Linked DNA regions of Mus musculus: region 1 is linked to region 2. A link is a contact called in public Hi-C data. All regions are on one chromosome and are shown on one strand. The core of a region is the stretch at or near the end of the contact, and the rest is flanking DNA. Distances in the headings are between cores, read along the strand shown. Region 1 holds the start of Numbl (numb-like). Region 2 holds the start of Fxyd5 (FXYD domain-containing ion transport regulator 5).

The links. A called contact is a pair of places that touch in the nucleus more often than the background predicts.
Region 1: a contact with region 2 is called in a Hi-C map of B cells, with 6 read pairs. The contact joins the promoter of Numbl here to the promoter of Fxyd5 in region 2. A contact is called at or near these places in 2 of 39 promoter capture datasets (cranial neural crest and frontonasal cranial neural crest) and 1 of 484 Hi-C or Micro-C datasets (B cells).

What each region holds. Positions count from the first base shown.
Region 1 is chr7:27,257,326-27,260,025 of GRCm38.p6, reverse strand. It overlaps Numbl (numb-like), which reads right to left and starts at 1,265. Exons shown (of 10, transcript NM_010950.2): 1 at 1,065-1,265. The coding sequence starts at 1,088. It overlaps Coq8b (coenzyme Q8B), which reads right to left. Exons shown (of 15, transcript NM_133770.2): 15 at 2,077-2,700. The coding sequence ends at 2,501.
Region 2 is chr7:31,040,970-31,043,669 of GRCm38.p6, reverse strand. It overlaps Fxyd5 (FXYD domain-containing ion transport regulator 5), which reads left to right and starts at 1,339. Exons shown (of 9, transcript NM_008761.4): 1 at 1,339-1,580; 2 at 2,213-2,273. The coding sequence starts at 2,213. It overlaps Fxyd7 (FXYD domain-containing ion transport regulator 7), which reads left to right. Exons shown (of 6, transcript NM_022007.1): 6 at 766-1,155. The coding sequence ends at 788. All of the region lies in intron 2 of Gm38984 (a long non-coding RNA gene), which reads right to left.

The sequences.
Region 1 (2,700 bases), core at 16-2,515, 3.8 Mb after region 2:
ACACACACACACACACACACCAGACATCACCACATCCAACCACAAGCATGCAGGCAGACAACGCAGGATACCTCATCCTTGCCAGCTGTAATGCAAGCACACACACAGCTACAGTCACACAAACACCAGATCACACTTCTAGCCACATCCCCAACCCTTACACACACACACACACACACACACACACACACAACCACACAAAGCCGCTGGTCACCACAGAGGCTACAGACAGGTTTCCACCCGTCTCTGGGGAGCCGCCCCCAGCCCAGGCTGAATCCTGGAGCCTGGGGGGCAAGGGAAAGCTGAGCATTGTCTCCGGGTGGGGCCTCTCTTAGACGCTGAGCAGCCCTAGGGACAAAAGGGGTGGCCTAGGAGACCAATGTCTTGAGACCCCTGACTAAGCATGGGGTGGAGGTGGGGTAGGGGAATGCCTGAAATTCTCCTTATTTTATTCACGCTGGGGTGGAGTTTCAGACACAGAGACCTTGTTCTGAGAAGGGGATTTGCCTGGGACACCGCCCAAGGGCTTGGGGGGACAGGCTGGATCCAGGACCCCAGGGAGTAGACAGTACTTGGAAACCGCCCCCCCATCCCCCAGAGCCTTAGCCTTGGCAGCTCTATCCAGGGACTTCATCTTCAAGACATCGCCCAGGGGGCTGTTGTGCTCAAAGAAACCCTCTAGCAGGGAAGAGTACTGATTTTGTCTGGAATCGGCTCAGTTAAGGCCTCAGCTTGATAAAGGGGACCGTATCCGGACCCTGAACGCCAAACCTTGCCCAGGGAGTTTTACCTAGAATTTATGTAGCCCTGTCCATGATTTGGGGGGAATCTGTATTCCAGGATCCCTATTTTCAGGGCCTTCGCAGAGATGGCCTGTGCTGGACCAGACCCCAGTCTGGCAGGTTTGGGATTGCCAGGAACCTGTTCCCGGACCCCCACCCAGGACCACCCTTTCCAGCCTTGGCATCTTCTCTCCATCCGGGCGCTGCTGCCGCCTCCCACCCTTCGCCACATCAGCAGCGGCGCCGCCCCCGGCCCGAGCCCCCCGAGCCCGCCCTTCTCACGCTGGCCGCCGCGCTGCGGGACATCCAGGGCCCGGGCGCCCCCGCCTCCCGCGGCCCCGGTTGGGCCCGGCTTCCCGAGTGCTGCTGCTGCTGTGGTGGCGGCGGCTCGGTCTGACGCGGGCCCGGCCCGGGGCCGGCGGCTGGTGCGGGATGCAAGCGCGCGAGCCAGCTCGGCTCCCGGGAGGATTCCGTTCCGGGGGCGGGGGAGCATCCCTCCCTCGGCGCCCCGCCCCGACCCCGCCCATTGGCCCGCCGCCTGCTGTATATGCAAAAGATAACCCCGCCCTCCCGCAGACCACGCCCCCACATAAACACTACCGGGTCTCCTCCCAAGCAAAGGCCGGCCCGCCCCGCCCCTTGGTCTGGCCTTGCGGGAACCTGCACGCATCCCTAGAGGAGTGCCTCTCAGGTTGAGGCGCAGGTTCTATTTGCTTCCATAACCCCTGACCTCAGATCCCCTATGGTTCTGCTTCTGAAGAATTGCTTTGGGAGGCGCCTCGTCCTCAAATCTTGCTTAACCCCACGGTTCTCCCAGCCCGGCGGGGGCGGGCAGAAGCGGTGACGAGGCACTTTTTGCAGGCGAGGGGAGGGGAGAGGAGGGGAAGGAAAAGAAACAGACCCTGGAGTCCTGGAGGGAGATCACTCTGGCTTGCGAGAAGTGGGCATTGGGTTAGACCAGGTCCTAGTTCTGGACTCAGCTGCACCCCTACCCCTGTCCTGTAGGTTTGGCAGAGCAGCTGTTAGGGGCATTAGGGCCCATTAGCAAAGGCGAGGTTGTCAGGAACAGGAGGGAGCCTGAAGCTGGGGGGTGGGGGGGGGGGCGAGTATGTGATAGAAGGGTACTTCTCAGCTGCCACAGCCCTTGGAGCAGGTGGTCAGCACGTGGGGGGGGGGGCGGAGGAGGTTCCCTGCAACAGATGGCCCTAGACAAGGGGGTGGGGTGGGGGGTCTGGCCATCTGCACCTGGAGCTGCCTGTGAGCTCCTCCCCCTTAGCACAGAGAGAAAAGAACTGGGGGCAGGGAAAGGGTGCCTTTATTCGGAGGAAAGGATCAGCACCCACCCCCACCCTCCAATACACAGGCTGGAACCCGGGAAGAAGGCAGCTGGTAGAGGAGCAAGGGAGGCAAAGGTGAGGACCGCCCCCAACAGCCACCATCTCCCCTGCAGATCCTGGAAGACCTGGGGCCGAGGGGCGTCTCCTTCACATGAGAGTGGACCCAAGGCTCACTTAGATGGTGGCAGGATTCTGCTGGCTCCTAGCCTCAGAATTCAAGGTTGCTCACTTAGGATCAGGGAGCTAACTCCAGGGGCCCAAAGATCCAAGGCAAGAAACTAGGTTCTGGAGACCAAGAAAGAGGAGGAGGGGACTGCCTGCTGTGGAGCTGGTATCCCTGGATGGAATCTGTCATGGTGGGGTCGGCAGGGAGGTCCCTAGTCAGGAGGCTGCTGGCAGCGGCAGTGTCTGGCGACTGGCCCAGTAGCGGTGGTAGGTATCTTGGAAGAGGTCCCGGCAGGCGATGTGGGCGTGGAGACGGGCACAGGCTAAGAAAGCCCCAGCTAGCTTGCGGTGTAGAGCATAGGTCTCCTCAGGCGGTGGGCGCAGCCGGTGCCGAAGCAATACCGGGATGAGGCCCT
Region 2 (2,700 bases), core at 90-2,589:
GCAAGAACTCACTGTGTGGCCCAGGCCAAGCTTACACTCAGAGTCATCCTCCTGCCTCAGCCTCCCAAGTGCTGGGGTTACAGGTGTGAACTATTGAGGTGGCTTCCCATTAAAATCTTATGACAGCCAGGTGGGAGCTGTGCATGCCTTTAGTCCTAGTAGGAGACAGAGGCAGGCAGGTCTACAGAGAGTCCCATGACAGCCAAGGCTACACAGAGTAACCCTGTCTCAATGGGAGAAAAAAAATAAACTTATGACAACGAGTAGTGCTTAAAGAACTAAGTATAAATGGGGGAGACTTCATGAGAAAACTACATCATGTTTCATATATTCTTAATGAGATTTAAGAACATCACGGGTATCTCTCTGTGGTGCTGGAGCAGGATGGAAGGAGGTGTTTGGTCCAGCCTTAGCTGGGCAGAAGAACAAAGGTAGCCTGTCCTGGAGGACACCTGCTAGATGCCTAGGTTGTCTGGAGCATATGTAGAAAAGAAGCCTGGAGTATAGCATGAGGTGGGGGCTCTTCCAAGGAGACTTTAAGCCTCCCAAAACACTCAGGTCAGCCTTGGGTGTCCACCACAGCTGGATTCCCTTTCTCCATTGCTTGAGATGGGGCAGACAGTAGCTATGAAGATTTCCCTGCAGTGACCAGATATCAGGAGTCAGGAAGACATGAGGATCCCCCAAGAGCTAAAGGGCAGCCATCCTTGGACTCTGATTCTTTCCCTCCTTAGGTCAGTAACTTGAGTTCTCTTCTGTTCCTAGCCCCTGGAGGTGGCGGTGTGTAGGATCCTCTGCAGATTTCCACTGCTGTCCCTGGCCAGAGTGCAGGAACCAGAGGACCCAGAGAAGGCGGTGGGGACCCAGCCTGGCGCCAGGGAGTGTGCCCCCAATCAGCCGCCAGACCCACCCCAAGGCCGGAGCCAATGCACCCCGCTCTCCCTCCCCAGGCCTTGGCAACAACGATCCTATTTGTACCCTAGACCCAGAGACTCAGGCCTCCAGCTCCTGGGATCCAGGAGTCCATCCCCAGTCCCCTGGGATCCTAGTGTCCCTCCCTCCTGCATCTCCTGGTCTCCTTCTCCAGGACCTTCCCAGCTTCCCCTCAGGGTCCACATCTTGAGCTTAATAAATGTGCATTCGTTTTTTCCCCCCGTTCTGTCTGTGTATTGTCGTCTGTGGGCACCAGAGGACTGGGTGGGAGGCTGAGTTGATTGTCCTTTTCCCCCCTCCCCACTCCCCCCTCCTTCTCTTCCTCCTCCTCCTCCCTCCAGGGTCTCCTCCCTCTCATTACATCCTTCCTTCCACACCTCACCCAAGGGTCTTCCCTTCTCTGCACCTTGCCCCCATCTGCGTCCCTCAGATCCTCGAGTGGAGGCCACCGCCTTCAGTCCCCCACCATCCTCCTCCTCCCCAGCTCCCACCCCTGCCTGTGGGGCCTGGAAACGAGAGAGGAAATGACTGGGACGCTCTGGTCCCCGCCTGCCTGCGTCCGCGCCCGCCCGTGGCCACACCCTCCACCCTGAGGCAGCTCCCACGCGGTACTCTGACACTTCAGTCTGGAGATCTCCGGCTCAGATGTAAGTCCCTCTTTTGCTCTATTGCTCTGGGCCACACACGCAGGTGGGAAGCTGCTTGGGAGGAGAAGAGAAGGATCTCGATGCCTCTCTGCCTCGTATTCACTCTGTGGGCACCTTTTCTGCCTCAGTCTCCCTAGAGCGCCTCCATTGCGGGCAGACAGGTCCCTCTATGATCTGCCCATCACGGGTGCTGGGCGCGGTGGTGCCTGCAGGGCAGCCGGACACCAGCTCACTTTTTCCTTTGAGAGCAGCCCTGCGTTAGTCACCCTTCCTGTTCCCCTCCTGGCCCCGCTGCTCTGGGCTCCTGCCCTCGAGGGAGCAGACACAGCGGGCCACTGGCTTCCTCCACTCAGGAACCATGGGTCGGGAGGATCAGTTCCAGCTTTAGGAGGAGGGAGCGGCATCTTTGCCTCAGGGGTGTCAGGAAGCCAGGCTCGCCTGATGCTTCTGGCTTTCTTTGGGGATCAGCTCCTGGAAGAAGGGGATGGTGGCCTGAGACGGAAAAAAAAATCTCTCCCCAAAGGCAGATACCAGAGGGTCCTTGAGACCAGACGCCTGCTCCAAAGAGGCTGCGAGGGGGTGGGAGGGTGCGGAGGGGCTATGCCTTACCTTTGCCTCAGCTTGTCCCACAGATGTCACTGTCCAGTCGCCTGTGTCTCCTCACTATTGTCGCCCTGATTCTGCCCAGCAGAGGTAAGACACCACCACCACCACCCCTCGCCCCAATCCAGCTCCAGGAGGCAGCTAGATGGGTGATTGCAAAGCTCAAATACTGGGTACCATCTTCTCACTCTACTCCCTCGCCAACCCCCACCGAGTGAGCGAGCACCAGGAAGTGGGATTGGCGAGGCAGGCTCTGGGTAGCACCCTCTTTGGACACTTTTGAGCTCGGGTGATCCAGAGGGTCTGACTGGAGCCTGTCCTGCTGAGCATCCTCCCTTTCACCTCTGAGAAGAACTTGCTGAGTTTGACTTGGCTGGGAGATTGGTGTCAGTTTTCTACTCGGCCGCCAGGAAACCCCAGGCTCCAGGCAAAGCAGAACTGATGGGTTTTCTGAGAATACAGTTGGGCAAAGGGGTCCAAGCTGGGGCTCAGAGACCCTCACTCTGGCCTGGAAAGT